Regions from separate parts of the Sus scrofa genome. Here regions 2 and 3 are each linked to region 1. A link is a contact called in public HiChIP or PLAC-seq data. All regions are on one chromosome and are shown on one strand. The core of a region is the stretch at or near the end of the contact, and the rest is flanking DNA. Distances in the headings are between cores, read along the strand shown. Region 1 has its middle 140 kb from the start of HS6ST1. Region 2 has its middle 280 kb from the start of HS6ST1. Region 3 overlaps HS6ST1 (heparan-sulfate 6-O-sulfotransferase 1).

The links. HiChIP or PLAC-seq counts read pairs in DNA pulled down with a chosen protein or histone mark.
Region 2: a contact with region 1 is called in an H3K27ac HiChIP or PLAC-seq map of alveolar macrophages. The contact joins two enhancer-like sites. A contact is called at or near these places in 1 of 47 Hi-C or Micro-C datasets (embryonic fibroblasts) and 1 of 2 datasets of contacts at active chromatin or transcription factors (alveolar macrophages).
Region 3: an H3K27ac HiChIP or PLAC-seq map of skeletal muscle shows a contact between it and region 1. The contact joins two enhancer-like sites. A contact is called at or near these places in 2 of 2 datasets of contacts at active chromatin or transcription factors (alveolar macrophages and skeletal muscle).

Annotation. Positions count from the first base shown.
Region 1 is chr15:58,927,636-58,932,737 of Sscrofa11.1, forward strand. No RefSeq gene overlaps it. Among named protein-coding and RNA genes, the nearest start is that of HS6ST1, 140 kb to the right of the region's middle. Within about 2 kb of position 1,951, at least 14 of the 83 cell types and tissues checked have an H3K27ac peak or open chromatin away from gene starts, as enhancers often do. A contact at or near this core is called in alveolar macrophages and skeletal muscle, where this site is marked.
Region 2 is chr15:58,780,111-58,784,597 of Sscrofa11.1, forward strand. No RefSeq gene overlaps it. Among named protein-coding and RNA genes, the nearest start is that of HS6ST1, 280 kb to the right of the region's middle. Within about 2 kb of position 2,646, at least 20 of the 83 cell types and tissues checked have an H3K27ac peak or open chromatin away from gene starts, as enhancers often do. A contact at or near this core is called in alveolar macrophages, where this site is marked.
Region 3 is chr15:59,088,780-59,093,880 of Sscrofa11.1, forward strand. All of the region lies in intron 1 of HS6ST1 (heparan-sulfate 6-O-sulfotransferase 1), which reads left to right. Among named protein-coding and RNA genes, the nearest start is that of HS6ST1, 25 kb to the left of the region's middle. Within about 2 kb of position 2,967, at least 27 of the 83 cell types and tissues checked have an H3K27ac peak or open chromatin away from gene starts, as enhancers often do. A contact at or near this core is called in skeletal muscle, where this site is marked.

The DNA.
Region 1 (5,102 bases), core at 701-3,200:
ACTCCAGCCAAGGACACAACACGTGCCAAGGCCCTGAGGCACAGCCTTCCCACTGTGTCCAAGCATATGAAGGGCACCTTGTTGAGCTCCAGTGCCCAAGTACAGGGCTGGCACATGCCAGTTTCCTTAATAGTTACCATATCCCTGGAGCCTCTCGACCACCTGAGAAGCCCCACTTTGCTGCTAAGGAAACTGAGGCTCAGAGATCTCAATGGCTTGCTAAAGATCACATACTCATCTGCCTGGCTCCAAGACCTGTGTCTGTCCTTGTCCCCTCCCCACTTAATGCTGGGAGTCCAGCCCACCTGGCCTTGGCATTGATATTCCTCTAGAGAAAGACTGTACAGGTGAATGAATGAATGGATGAAGGAATAAAGGAACCCACACCAAGACATGCCTTGCAGTCTGGCCGGGCAGGGGACTGGCCCCAGTCTCTCTTCAAAATAGGTCATGGCTGGTTGATCCCTGTGTCCCATGAAGCTACCCTGCAGCCAGAAACCTCAGGCCAAGGCTAAGGCAAGCAGAACCATGACCCCAGTCAGCCAGCTTTTGCCGGCTCCAGGGCCAGAAGGGGCATCTGAGTTACTGGCAGGGGGCTGATCCACACCTGGATGACAGCAACAGAAAGGAGGCAGCAAGGAAAGGCATCAGGAGCCCCATTACCACCCGCCTTCTTCTCCAGCCACCTCTCACCTCCATCCTGTGGGCCCCAGCTCCCAGGCTCCCACTGGTTTGCTGCAAGAATCCCCCTGACCAGAACTTGGGTTGGCGTCCCTCTACCCAGAATGCTCAGCGTGGCCCCCTCCTGCTTCTGAGACTCAGCCCAAATTCTGCTCCCCCAGGCAGCCTGCTGACCCTTCCCTCCCCTCCCCCCCCCCCCCGGGTCCATCATTACCCCCTTGAAGACCCAGCCCACCAAGGACTGACTGCTTGTCACTGTTGTACAAACAAGCTAGGGCCCTGTGGGACTCCAGCGCACACAAGCATTTCTGGGTCCTCCATTCCTTGTTTTTAGGGAATAAGCTTCAGCCTCTAAGACCTTTCCTGAGTTCCAAAGGGCAGTTGCTAATCAGGGAAGGGAAGGGATGCAGAGACCAGGGAGAAGAAGTCAAGAGACAACAGTGCAGCCTTGGGGCAGGGTCCTGGTTCCTCTTCAAGGAATGTACATAACAATATCTTCAAGCCTTTCGGCACAATTAAAAGCCCCAACAGATGGAAGAACTACTTGATGAAGCTTTCTTCATTCCGGGAAGAAGGAGGACCACCAGAGCCAGTCCTGGACCACTAAACACCAGCTTTGAAGGACAATGCATGCTTGCCTCTAGCCTGATCCTCATCTGCAGCCTTGTTTCCACTTTCCAAACTATAAAACCACCTCCTAACCCCTTCCAAGGGGTCACAGTCTTTAAGGCATTAGCCTGCTGTGGTCCCCTTTCCTGGCAAAGCCATCTTTTCCTCCTTCACCCAAAACTCTCTCCACATAGCTATTCGGCGCCAATGGACAGAGGCCAAGTTTGGGCAACAGTTGCAGTGCTTGATGCAGACCTTGTTTTCCCTGGAGCAGGCGCTGAGAGTGCATCCCTCTGCCCTCTGTCCCCAGCAAGCCACTGGCAGGCTCTCCTGAAAGCATTCAGGGATGGAACCAAGCTCTCCCTGCATAGCTCAGGCAATCTGTTTTCTCTTTCCGAGAGTGCTGCAAATCCATTTCCCCGACAGTGATGGGAATGGGTATTGTCAGCAGTGGGGAGGGCACATTATGAATGATTCCACTCGAGTCCATTTCTAAAAGGAGGAAATCAATATGCTCTTCCCGGCACAGTCTGCTCCCCTCACCTGACCTCTCTGCTCAGGCCCCAGCTGCTCCCTGCCACCCCCCTCTCCCCTCCTTCCTTCCCAGAAGGGGCTGGCCCTTTCTCGGAATCACCCACAAACCTCCGGAAACCGGGTTTCTCTTCCAGGGAGAGTGCACCCATCCACCCAGGTCACCCGGGGAGAGAGGAACTTGATCTTGCAGCACAGTCTGTGCTTGAGAAACTTTCAAGGACCTAGCCTGGGGCCTCCAAAATCACCATCAAGGCTGGGCACCCCACTCAGCATTCACACAGATTGTTTGCAAAACCTGTGGGAACACCCAGACATCAGGATCTGTCCTAGGACCATTGCCTGATGGGCAGGCTAGGAAACTGAGACTCAGGCAAAGTGGCCCCCCAAGGATACACAGCTCAAATGTGGCAAAACCTAGGTGCCAAGCCCAGATTTCTGCCACAGCTCCAGCTGGTCAAACACCAGCTCTGTCACTGAAAGCCCGTTGAGCCTGAACAAGTCCCATAACATTTGCAAGCCTCCTCTAGAGGGCTGGTATAACGCCTCCCTGTGGTGACACAAGTCCATCTAGAAAACGTCTGGCCAGTGGTGCTGTAAACGAGGCTGTCCCATCCTACATCTGTCTCTGCTTCTCCCCTCCTAACAGACCTCAGGCCTGGCTGTGTTCTTCAGAAAGTGAAACCCCTTACCCAAATGTGTCCTGGACCTTGCCTGGCCATCCCACCCCCACCCCCTTCTGGGAAGCTTCAGCCTGTGTCACAGCAGCAACACAGCCCCTCCTAGCCTGAGGCTAACTTTAATAATGAATGTTCAGTGAGCATTCTCTTTACTTAATTCACTCTCTCTCACCCCAAAGTCAGGCCATCCATTTTTCTGTTTTGCTTTGGAAGCCTTTCCACAAATCCACTTTCAGGAGGCAACGTGATTCAGCAAAAAAAAAAAAAAGGCTAAAGAAAACATGCAGAGACCTGGTTCCAGCTGTGCCACCAACTGGCTGTGTGACTGGAAACACCCTTCTTCCATCTCCAGCCTCAGTTTCTCCCTCTGTAAAATGGGAAGGTTGAGCTAGCTGCATCACCAGGGCCCCTCCAGCTGGGGGCGGCACCTCCCTTCTGCATGAGAGGAACTTCTGCTGGGCATCACCTGATCTGCCCTGGGGACAACCCCCTGGGAGGAATTTACAATCAGAGATTAGTATCACTCACACTACACACCCAACGGACAGTGAACACCCTTGTGGATGTCCCCTCACTTTTTTATAGAGTCAGGTCCAGCTACTTGCCCCTTAAAAAAAACAATACTCGCAAATGTTGGTGGAAAGGCAGGTTGCTTTCAGTCAGAACGCTTGCCATCCTGGGAGATGGTGGACTCAGTGTCCCCCAAAAACTATCTCTGAAGATTCTGCTCAGCCATGAAATTTTTTAAAGAGAAAAGGGAAGTGATCTCGGCTAATCATTGAGACGGGGGTCAGTGTCATTGCCATCCCCAACTGTGTGCAGGCGTGTAGATGTCTTGTGATATTGTTTCTTTAGATGCTATTGTGAACTGGAGTTTGGCACTTGCCATCTGCCTCTACGGAATTAAACCATGAGCCACTGCACTGCCGACCCGAGGCACACCCCCAAGCAGAGCTGAGGCACTCTGTGCTCTGGGGAAACTGGAAGAGCAGATCTTCAGAGAGTTAGATGTTTTAGGAGAAAACTTCTTGCATCTCCTCATATTAGAAAACCACTAAAACCCTTCATGGTGCTGTCTGCTCCTCATGACTAGTAGTAACCTTCTGTTACAGCAAACTTCCGTAAAATGTATGCAGGGCTGCATACACCTTCCCATTCACCTTTATCACTTATATCTTGATATTTCCCCTTTTCTCTTTGGGGCAGCTTTTCAGAGCTATCTGAAATACTGCCTCCTGGACAGTAGCTAAGTGGACAAAAGACATCACAGTCACCTGTGAATGCAGTCACTCCCAAGAGTGGGCCATTGAACCCTGAGGAAACTCAGGAAAGAAACAAACAAGACTGGCCCACAGCTGAGGTGCATATCAAAGGAGTGATTCCACTAAGCCCAGACCTTTACCTCTTCCCACAGAAACTGGTTTTCTATAAATCTTTCCTGTAAATCTTTTGTTCCTATTACCTTTCCTTTGTTGCAAAAACTCATATATCCTAGGTCCTTGGAATGGTTTCTCAGGGCTACCTGAGATGCTGTCTCCTGGGCTTAAGTCCTAATTTTGCCCCAAATAAAACTTAACTCTCAACTTTCAGATTGTACATTTTTTTTAAGCTGACACTGTCTTGTTCAGTTTGTTCAGAAATCACTGAAGGGGAAGCTGGGGAAGTGACCTAGTTGTTGGTTAGTTACTTATTCTTCATTTCTACGTCTTTGGTCTATGGAAAGACTGACAAGTTTAGGCAGGGCATTGTGGAATCAAAAGACTTGACAGGTACACTTGGACCAGAGCTGAGTAGAGATGGGGGCTCCTGGTTTAAGACCCGTGACAGGGAGTTCCCGTCATGGTTCAGTGGTTAACGAATCTGACTAGGAACCATGAGGTTGCAGGTTCAACCCCTGGCCTTGCTCAGTGGGTTAAGGATCCGGTGTTGCCGTGAGCTGTGGTGTAGGTGGCAGATGCAGCTCAGATCTCCTGTTGCTGTGGCTATGGTGTAGGCTGGCAGCTACAGCTCCGATTAGACTCCTAGACTGGGAACCTCCATATACTGTGGGTGCAACCCTAGAAAAGACCAAAAAAAAGATTGGTGACAGGACTGCTGCCTGGAGTTTGGCTGCTCCCTGGAAGAGGAAGAAGGATCCTGGAGGATCCAGGAGGTTAGGAGGTTACACTCATCACTTCTGCTCACAATTAAGCTGGAACCAGTCCCTGGGCCCCCCTCAACAGGGAGGAACCCAGGAGGTTCCCCTTTCCAGGGCACACAGGAAGCAGCCCACCGCCTGCCACCCACACCCACATTTCCTAAGCAGGGGCTCGGGTGGGGCTGCCTAGCCATGAGAGAAGAGGGGAGTGGGCAGGGGCCACCTGGCTCCCCAGATCTGAGCCTCAGCCAGACAGGCTCTCTGTGGGAGCTCTGGGGGCCTGGTGGGGAGGAGGGTCCTCCCGGACTGGCAGCTGGGGGCCCTCCTCCTGCCCTGCCCCTGAGCATCTTCATGAGGGTGCTGCACATGGGGCAGCTTGGGGGTGGCGGGGGACAAGCAGGAAAGGGAAGACCATGTGGGCAGGCAGCCAGGATCCCAAACATGCGGTGGTCCAGATGGGACCG
Region 2 (4,487 bases), core at 1,396-3,895, 150 kb before region 1:
TGATGTGTTAACAGCATCTCTTTCTTCAATAAACTTGTCTTTTCTTCACCTTGCTCTGAATCTGGAAAATTCTTTTTCCAGCCTGTGTGCATGGATGACACTTACAATGTACAGGAAGCCTGGCATAAGCCTTGCTTTATTCAACCTTGTGATGTGTTTCTCCAACCAGATGTGAATGAGCTGAGGCTGCCCACCTGTGTGGGGCAGAGACCCTGCTTCTGCTCCCTCTAACCCCAAGGCCAATACATGGGTACCCACAGAAGCTTCCAGAGTGCAGGACTCATCTGAGGATATTTCCTCCTTCTCCTCTGGAACTGTCCATCCTCCTACCTCCTGGGGCCAGCTCTGCTTATCCCATGGATCAGACCCTAGGGCAGGGAGAAGGTGGGCTGAGTGAGTAGCTTCAGTGGTCTCAGGATCTTGCCAAGGACTATTCTTTAGAGGGTCAAGGCAAAACCCGATCTCAATCAGCCGGTAACTTCTGTGACTTCTGCCGCACCTGACACAGAAATGATTGATGAATGTGTGTTGAAGGAATACATAACTGAATATATAACTGCTAAAGAGAGAAGATGGGGGTGGGGGTGGGGCAAGGGTGGAAATCAGTCAGCAAACTTTTTGTGCCTTCTCTGTGGGAGATGTCAGGACATGTACAGAAGGAGAGACTGAGCCCATTCTTTGAGATTCTTCTGGTATAATAACCAGGTAGCACAAAAGAGAGAGAAAGTAGGTTGAAATCCCTGGACAGGTCCTAGATCATGGGTTTGAGGCATCCTGACCAGATCTTTTGAAAGTGGTGGATTTTTAACAATGTTCTGTTAAAGGGAGATGCTGATCCACAAAGACCCTAAGCTCTGCTTTGTTATCTCTCAGCCTACCCTGCACACTTCGGGCTTTAGGACTGTGTGCTAGGTAGGGTTTGCTCTTGTTCCCCTAGTGGCCCTCAGGTGTCTAGCCCACAGGAAGAGCTTGGACAATGTGAATGAACGAATGCATGAACCTAGTTCCTTCGTGGGCAGGAGCAGATTGCATTTTCAAGTGGCAGCACAATCTCTGTCATCCCATATCCTCCTCTCCCAGTGTGACTTTGACAATGAGAAGGTGGGGTCTTGTGCTTCCATTGCCTTGAAACTGGGAAGCTCTGGGACTATAGGGAGGTGATGCCATGTGACTTCCAAGGCTAGAGCACAAAAAGCAATACCACTTCCACCTGGTTCTCTGAGAGCCCATCTGCCATGCTGTGAGGAAGCCCAGAACAGCTACTCCAAGAGGCCACATGCAGAGGTGACCTTTATCTGCCTAGCTGAGGTCCCATTGACAGCCCACCTCACCCGCCAACATGTGAGCCTTCAGATGATTTCAGCCCCAGCCGTGGTGGAACAGAGCCCCACCCCCCATCCCATGTCCTATCTGGACTCCTGACCCACAGAATCATGAGCATAAATTGATGGGAAGTGTACACCACTGAGTTAAGGGGGCTTGTGACACAGCACAGGTATCCATCTCAGGTGCAGAGGTGGGAAAGATGTCATTCACGCAGGCCTGGAAGGACAGCAACTGAGGGGGGACAAAGGGGCTAGAGGGGCCTGAGAGGGCAGCAGAAGGGGACTCCCACCAGAACACACATGCCCCATTTTCCCAAGATGGAGGGCTGGGAGAAGAAAGGAGGAGGCACTGGGAGGGCAGCAGGGTCCAAGGCCAGCCCCTCCTGTGCTCTCCAGGGCAGGCTCGGGGACCAGAGCCCAGCCAGCCTGTGTAGCCACTGACCCATCTTTCCAGGGCCAGAGGCTGGGCACACAGGCCCAGGGGACAAGGCACTGCCATACAAGGAGGGAGCCTAGAGGAGACCACTGGAGAGGCCAGGTGGGGAGGTCTGAGGCCTCCAGCTCCCGGGCAGGAACAATTTTTCCTCCCAAGACCTGGAAAGGGCAGCAAGGGCCTCTTAGACCAGACCAGGACCTTTAGGGAGGGCGCTTTGGAGGAGGCAAACCAGGGCTTCTCCTGCGGGGATAGCCCTGGCCCCTCTGAATCTAAGCATTTACCAGTAAAGGTGGTGGCACCACCTTGGCGGTTAGAAAAGGCACTTATGCTAATTCATGCTTGCAGAGACTGGCTGGCACACCCCGAATGCCTGTTGCCTCCCCTTCCTGAGAACCAGAGAAGTCAGAGAAAGGAGGAGAAATCAGCAGCCCAGGAGGTCCTGCCTGAGGTGCAGGAAGCCTCCAGGACCTCAGGGCAGGCGACCAGCTGGGAAGGCACATGTTTACTCAGCATTATCCCTGAGGGCCGCTGGGGAGAGCTCGGTCTCCAGCAGTCCCTCCCTCTCCTAAGAGAACAGCCGAGTGTGTGGTCGGCCAGGCTGCATATTCCTATCAAGAGGCACATTTCCACATGCTCATCCTCAGCCTTCCTGTTGCAGAGGCACCACACATCCCTGCACCCTCTTCACACACCTCAGAGCCCTGGGTACTGTTTCTGGAAGGGTTCTGCAGGGGGCCTCCTACCCCCGAACTGCCCAGTGGCTCCCAGTGCTGTCATCCTGTACCCATGACTTTTTACCAGATGACTTATTCCATCACCCCACAACTTGCAGAGTTCATTTTGACGTAATTGTTTTCACATCCCCGGCTGCATGCCTGTGGAAAATGCAGAAGCTTGCAATCAGGAATGAGTCAGAGCTCCAGTTCCTGGGCACAGAGCAAAGGGCCCACACAAGCCAACTGGAAAAAAAGGAAGGAAGGAAAGAAAAGGCACCACAGAAAGCAGAAGGTCCAGTGCAGTGTGAAGGAACATATTCAGAGATTCCTACACTTGGGGTCGGAACCTGTGAGGGAGGGGCATTATTCTGCCTGCATTCAGTCACCAGCTGAAAGTAACTGAGTGAACAGAAGGGGATCCCAGGGGCTGGTGCCACAGCAGCTCAGGTCTCCCTAATGCCGAAGTCTACAAAAGGCTGACTTGACCCTGTCGAGCTCTTCTGAAGATGGGAAGCCCGGTGATGTTCACTCCACCTGCCCCGTGGCCAGCCATGGAATGTGTGCCTCTCCTGTGGTCCCCTGCTAGGCCATTGGCTACCACTTACCTGTGGAACCTAAAATATGGCGTAAGCAAAGCTATCTACAAAACAGAAATGGACATAGAGAACAGACTTGGGGTTGCCAAGGGGGAGAGGGAGGCAGGGGGATGGACTGGGAGTTTGGGTTAGTAGATGCAAAATATTACATTTAGAATGGATAGGCAATGAGGTCCTACTGGAGAGCACAGGGAACTATATCCAATCTCTTGGGATAGACCGTGATGGAAGATAATATAAAAGGAATGTATATATATGTATGACAAGGTTACTTTGCTATACAGCAGAAATTGACACAACACTATAAGTCAACTACACTTTATTAAAAATTAAAAAAATAAAAATAAAGCCTTTTGTGACATTTCAGGAAATTCTACAGTTTTCCCATTCCTAGTCTTCAATAGCTTTGACTGTCTCCTCCCACTAAATTCTTTCTCTTATCTCTGGGATTTCTCATTTCAAAGTCATGTAGCTGTCCATGATTACATGATTAAATACCAAACTTAGCCCCTTCTCTTGATCTAGACACACCCAAAAGGCATATACCATCAAATACATGCATAGGCCCTTCTGGGCAGCAGGGTTTTGGATCATCTGGGAAGACAGGTGGCCCCCTGTGACGGCATAGAAGCCCTTGCCACAGCGCAGTACATGTTCCTGGGCTGAAAAGTCTTTCAACCAGGCCATCCCAGGATGACTCTTCCCTCCAGTCTCCCTCAAGTCCCCACTCCTCAAAGCCAGTCCTTACCTTGGCTTAGGCAAAGCACCTCCACTCTGCATTCCACTCCTTCCCCAACCATCCCCCCAAAGGACTCGCTCAGGGCACCTGAAGCCCCTTCCTCCTCCCAGTTCTGCCTCCAGCATGGGGGTGGGGTGTCAGACAGTTAGGGTGCCTCTGGGTACTAGAAACAAAACAGTGACCACCATGGTTTTAAATGTGTGTTGTGTTTTTTGGCAAGAAGTCTGCAACTGAGTGGTTCCGAGACTCATTCTGTGGTTCCAACCCATCAGGGGCCTGGGGCACTCGATCTTTTCCTCAAGAGTGAAGAATGGCTGTATTGCATCCTCACAAAAATGAAAGCAGGAAGAAAGGCAGATGGTGGCAGAAAGCCTTCTTCCCAGGAGGCTCAATGGTTTTACCAGGGACGAAAACACTTTCCCAGAAGCCCGCAGCTGACTCCCTCAAGCCTCATTCTCTAGAGCTGAGTTATATGCCCACCCCTGAACCAGCCCTTGTTGGAGAAGTGGGATTATTAGATTGACTGGAACTAACTGTGAGGCCCCCATCAGTCTGCTCCCCCCTGTTCCCCATCCCATAAACACAATGCCGAAGCTGATACCCAAACAAAGAGGAGTTCTTGTGAAGGAGCCATGGCTGCAGTGCAAGCAGGCAGCAGTCTGAAAGCAAAGATGC
Region 3 (5,101 bases), core at 1,717-4,216, 160 kb after region 1:
GGGCCCTCCCTGCCCAAGGCTCAAGCCTCAAGAGGCCCAGCACAGGGAGGATGCAGACCGATGAGGCCATTGCTTTCCTGGTTGCATGGCTGCCCCAAACCTCCAGGACCCTCTGCCCTCCAAAAGCAATCCGCACCCTTAGCCGTGGGATCCATCGGAGAGCAGCAGATGTGCTAAGCGGCCCCCTCCTGCAGCCAGGTTCTGCGGGTGAGGCCCCAGCCCCATGTCTGTACACAGGTGCTCACCAGAGACAGGTAGGCAGACGGCCTCCTTGCCATCTTATCATAAGAGCAAAGGGTCACAACCAGGAGAGGGGGTACCTTTGCCCCCATTCGTTGTCTCAGAGGAAAGTATGCGACTCTTCCCTACAAAGACCCTGTTGGTTCTAGGTTCTTTAGGATAGTTTAGCAGCTTAAGGGAATTCTATTCTAATCATGCATAATTACCTAATTTTAGCGTGTTCTTCTTGTACACCTGTTGACATCTGTAATCTGTTGATGTGATGAGTTGTAGAAATGGATTTTCTCTTATTAAGCCATCCTTGCCTACCTGGATTACCTAACTTGGTCATAGCATCATAGCTTTTGTATGCTCTACTGGATTTGATTTCATAAGATTTTGTCTTATTTTTGTCTGCGGTTTTGTACATCTATATTGAGAATGAAAAGAGCCATAATTTTCCGTTCTTCTCGTGTGTTTGTCTGATTTTGGTATCGGGGTTGTGTTGGCCTCAGAGGATGAGTTGGGCGTTGGGAGGGTGGTATGCATTTCTTTACTATTATCTAGAAGAGTTTTCATAAAGTTGGATAATCTGTTCTTTCAAAATTTGGTAGAAATTTTCTTTGTAGGAAATGTCCCTCCACTTTTTATTTTGAAAAATGTCAGACCTACACAGTAGTTGGAATAGCAGTAAAACCCTAGACCTTTCACCTAGACACACTGATTGTTAACATCTGTCATTTTGGCATACGTGCCCTTGCATGTACGTGTCTTGTTCTCTGTGTGTATATATGTACCTGTGTGCATGTGTACCTGTTTTTGTTTTGTTGCTTTTTGGTGGAACTATGTGAAATTAGGGTGCAGACATTCCCCAGTACTTGAAAACTTATAGAAAGGTTTTTAACTACTGCTTAGTTTTTTGTTTTTTGGGTTGTTTTTTTTTTTAAGTTTATGGGGCTCCTTGTGATTTTTTTTTTTTTTTCTTTCTTTTTAGGGTTGAACTTGTGGCATATGGAAGTTCCCAGGCTAGAGGTCAAATCGGAGCTGCAACTGCTGGCCTACACCACAACCACAGCAATGTGGGATCTGAGTCACATCTGCAACCCACATCACAGCTCATGGCAACGCCAGACCCTTAACCCGCTGATGAGGCTAGGGATCAAATCTGAATCCTTATGGATAAATTCGTTTCTGCTGGGCCACAATGGGAACTCCATGATTTTTCTGACTGACTGATGGCTTCTCTCCCTTCCGCCACCCTGCCCCCACCATGACCCTCATCTCCTTCCCACATGGCTGGTCTGGGGGTCCCTGGGACAGCCTCCCTCATGTGAGGACACAGATGCATTTCCTCAGGTTACCTGTCAGGGCCACACAGCTGCCACATGGCTGAGCTCATGGCAGGTAGGGAGACCCGTTCCTGGTGTGTCCTGCCCCAACTCCTCCAGGAGACCCTGCATCTGGGGTCAGTCAGAGGCAGACACACGTACCAGGTGTGGACCCCCTGATAACTAGGAGACTGGCCCAGGGTCTTCTGAACCTCAGTTGGCCTGTCTGCAGAGGGCATCTGCCCCAGAGGTTGTAGGAATAAACCAAGTGAGTGCCGGCTCCCGCCCCCACCCCAACCACAGAAGCACTCGATGGAGGGGCCCCTGAAGTGGTGGGGGTTGGGGGTGCTTGTTCTGGAAACATCCGTTTCTCCAGCCCCCAAGATCAAGGGTCACAGCTGAGATGACTGCCTTCCCAGTGCATCAGGCAGTTGTCCCTCTGGGAGAGCAGGGACCACTGAAGAAAAAGAGGGACACTGCAGTTAATTTGGACATCAGATGGCTTCTGTCTGGAGTGTGCTATTTAGGCTCTGAATTCCCCCCTCTAGAAAAAACAGTTTCTGTCCAGAGAGCACGTGAGGCCGTGCTTCACTGGCCCACTTCTTGCTCATGTGGGCAACTGTATGCGCAGAGCCGCCTCCTCTCTATTCTAAGGGTGGGGCCATGAGGAAGGGGACCAGGAGGATTCCCCTGAGATCCTGGGACAAGGGGTGCTGTGGGGAGTAGAGCCACCCACCAGCTGTGGGGTCAGCAGGTTGTGCCCTGAGGAAGGGCCCAGGGTCCCCAGACCAGCTCTGGCCTCTTGACTCCATACAGGCAGGTAGTTGGTCTCCTGGTTGTGGAGAAATTTGCACAGCCATTGGGGGGTCCAGGCCTCCCATGCCCCCAACTCTGTACCTGTAGTGAGAAGATCAGGTTGGCTTAGGTACATAAAAAAGCCCCTTAATCTTTTCATCTGTTTGTTTTATAATGCATGCTTGGTTATGTAAAATTGGAAAAATACCAAAAAAAATTGAAAGCAGAAGAAAAAGTTGCCCAGAGCACCAGGCCTGGGAACAGCACCCCCCCACACACACAAGCCCCCCCACCCCCACCCCCGTCCCCACATTTGGTATGTGTTGTGTCTCCTCCGTGCCTGGTTTATGCGTTTTCCAAACCTGGTGTCAGGTGTAACATCGAGCTTTGATGTGGAGATTTTGCTCATCGTGTGTGCTCCTGTGTCACTGCTGAGTCCCCAGAAGGGCCGTTGCCGTGGAGCCATCAGACATAGGTTTCAAGCCCCCCGAGCATGCTAGGCCCTGAACTGTTAGCGACCTGGCAGGGACAGCGTCTGCTGAGCTATGCCATGCCGCGTGGGCCTCCTGTGCTGGGTCTTGGCTGCGGTTGGATGTGTCCCTGGCGCCAAGACCCAGAGGCTGATGTTGGCTGGCAGATGGCGGGGGAGGGGCAGGCTGTGTGCTGCGTGCCCCAGCAGGCCTGACACTGTCCCCAGCTGTGTTTATGGGTCTCCCGTGCGTCATCTTCCTTGGGCCCTCCGTGGTACAGGCTATGGGGACATGGGGGACTAGCAAAGGCCTGGAAGCAGGAAGAGTGTACCAGTGAGGTCCTGGCCGACACTCAAGCTGATGACGAGGAGGTGAAAGCTCTGGAGGCAGGTCTCAGGCTGAGTCAGCGAGTGCACGGACCACCCAGGGGACCAGAGGGCTTGGTCACGCTCCCTTCACCCCGAGCTGGGAGCCTGTGTGTTCCGGCAGAGGTGGAGTCTCCTTGCTGATGTCAGAAGCCAGACAGCACCAGATCGGTGGGCGTGAAACGTCAGCAGCAGCCCTTTGAGGCCCCAGCAGCCAGGCAGGGTCACCTCCCAAGCAGCTGGCATGAGCCCAGTAGAGTGGAAGGGCGGAGGGGGGCTCCCCAGTGCCTCAGGAAGGCCCCAGCCAGAGCACCAGTGCCAAGTCAAGAGTCCAGGTCTGGGGCTGACCCTAGCCATGGTGGGGAAGGTCTGACCTTCACTCATCAGAGAGGGCACCTCGGGAGAGGCCTGTGCTTGAGTGGGTGCAGAGTAACCCCAAGCCTGGCCTCAGCTGGGAGGACATTGCTGCTTCAGCCTCCTTCGGCCCCAACCCTAGGTAGGGCTGCCAGAACCCCCAGTAGCCATGTCCTTTCTGGTCACCTGCCGGGAGGGGTGGTCAGGGGCCTGACATCCATCCTGGGTCCCCCTCTCCGCCCCCCACCACGTCAGTGCTATCAGAATGGCTCCCCAGTGGGAGGCTTGTGGTGGGCCTCTGTGACCTTGCCAGGCACTGTGGCATCTGTCCCTCCATGTATCTGGGAGGTGGCCTCACCTGCACCTCATCCCTGGTCAAGAGTGGGGACCAGCACACAGGCTGGAGCCAAGAGGGCAGATTTGTGCTGGGGACATGGCTGGAGGCCCAGCTCTGCCCTTCATGGCACCCAGCCCTGGCTTTGGGCCTTTCCTCCCATCTGTGCCCATTCAGAGCTGTGGCCTGCACAGTACCCCCAGTGCCTTTCAGCCTGGCAGTTAAGTCTCCCTCCCCATGGGTCTCCTGGAGGGCTTATGAGTGTCCAATGGGATTCTGAAGGTCAGGGGGCTGGGGAGGAAAAGCTCAGGCTTCCTGCAGACGTGAGGTCCCACTTCCTGGTCATTTGCCTCGAGGGGAAAGTGGGGGCTCTAGGCCCCTAGAAGGCACTCAACAGGCCCACCTGCCTTGGGGACCCCCTTGCCATCCCCTGGCCAACCGGCAGTGCCTCAGATTCTCTGTGCCGCAGAGCCAGGGGCTAAAGTAGCCAGCTCTGTTCTCCTGAAACTTTGCTAACCTTGTTTATCACCCGAGAAAAGATTTTCATCTGCACCACTCCCACCCCCACCCCCGTAACTCTGGATGTTGTTGTGGGCAGAGGAGGGTCTGCTGAGGTATTTCCTAAGCCTAAACCAGGAAGACTTGTGTTTTTCATACATATTTTTGCAACAGCTTGGAATTTTGAAACAAGGACAGACATTTCCTTCTTTCCCACTGTTTGATAACAATGTCTTTTCCTTGTTAAAACCACGACCTCCTTTCCACCTCTCACCCACCCTGGGAACTTAGAACTAGTCCGTGCCCGCCCCACCTACCTCCCACCCGACCTGGACCCCTCCTCTTTGTCCTCTGTCCTCGGGGGGTCATCAGGAATGCTGTCACCCCAGTCCCTGCCTGACCCTGCCCCCGCGTGGCACCTAACCTCTTGGCACTTGCTCATCTGCATGTCTCACGGTCACATGTCCAGCCCTTCAGATGCTACACGAGGGCAGGGCTGCCTCAGTCCAGTGATGGAGGAAAGGATGAGTCCAGCCAGAGGGGACCATGGATCCCAGACAGGGTGCTGGGCCTGGAGGTGGAAGGGTGCAGTCACCTGGTCTGGCTCAGCCCTGCTGCTCCTGCCTTGGCAGGGACACGCCAGCCCCTTGAGAGTCTGTATCTGCAGCCATGTCATCAGCCAGAAGGAGGCAGGGCCGGGGTGGGGCTGGGACCAGAGGAGAGACTGTCCAGAAGGCC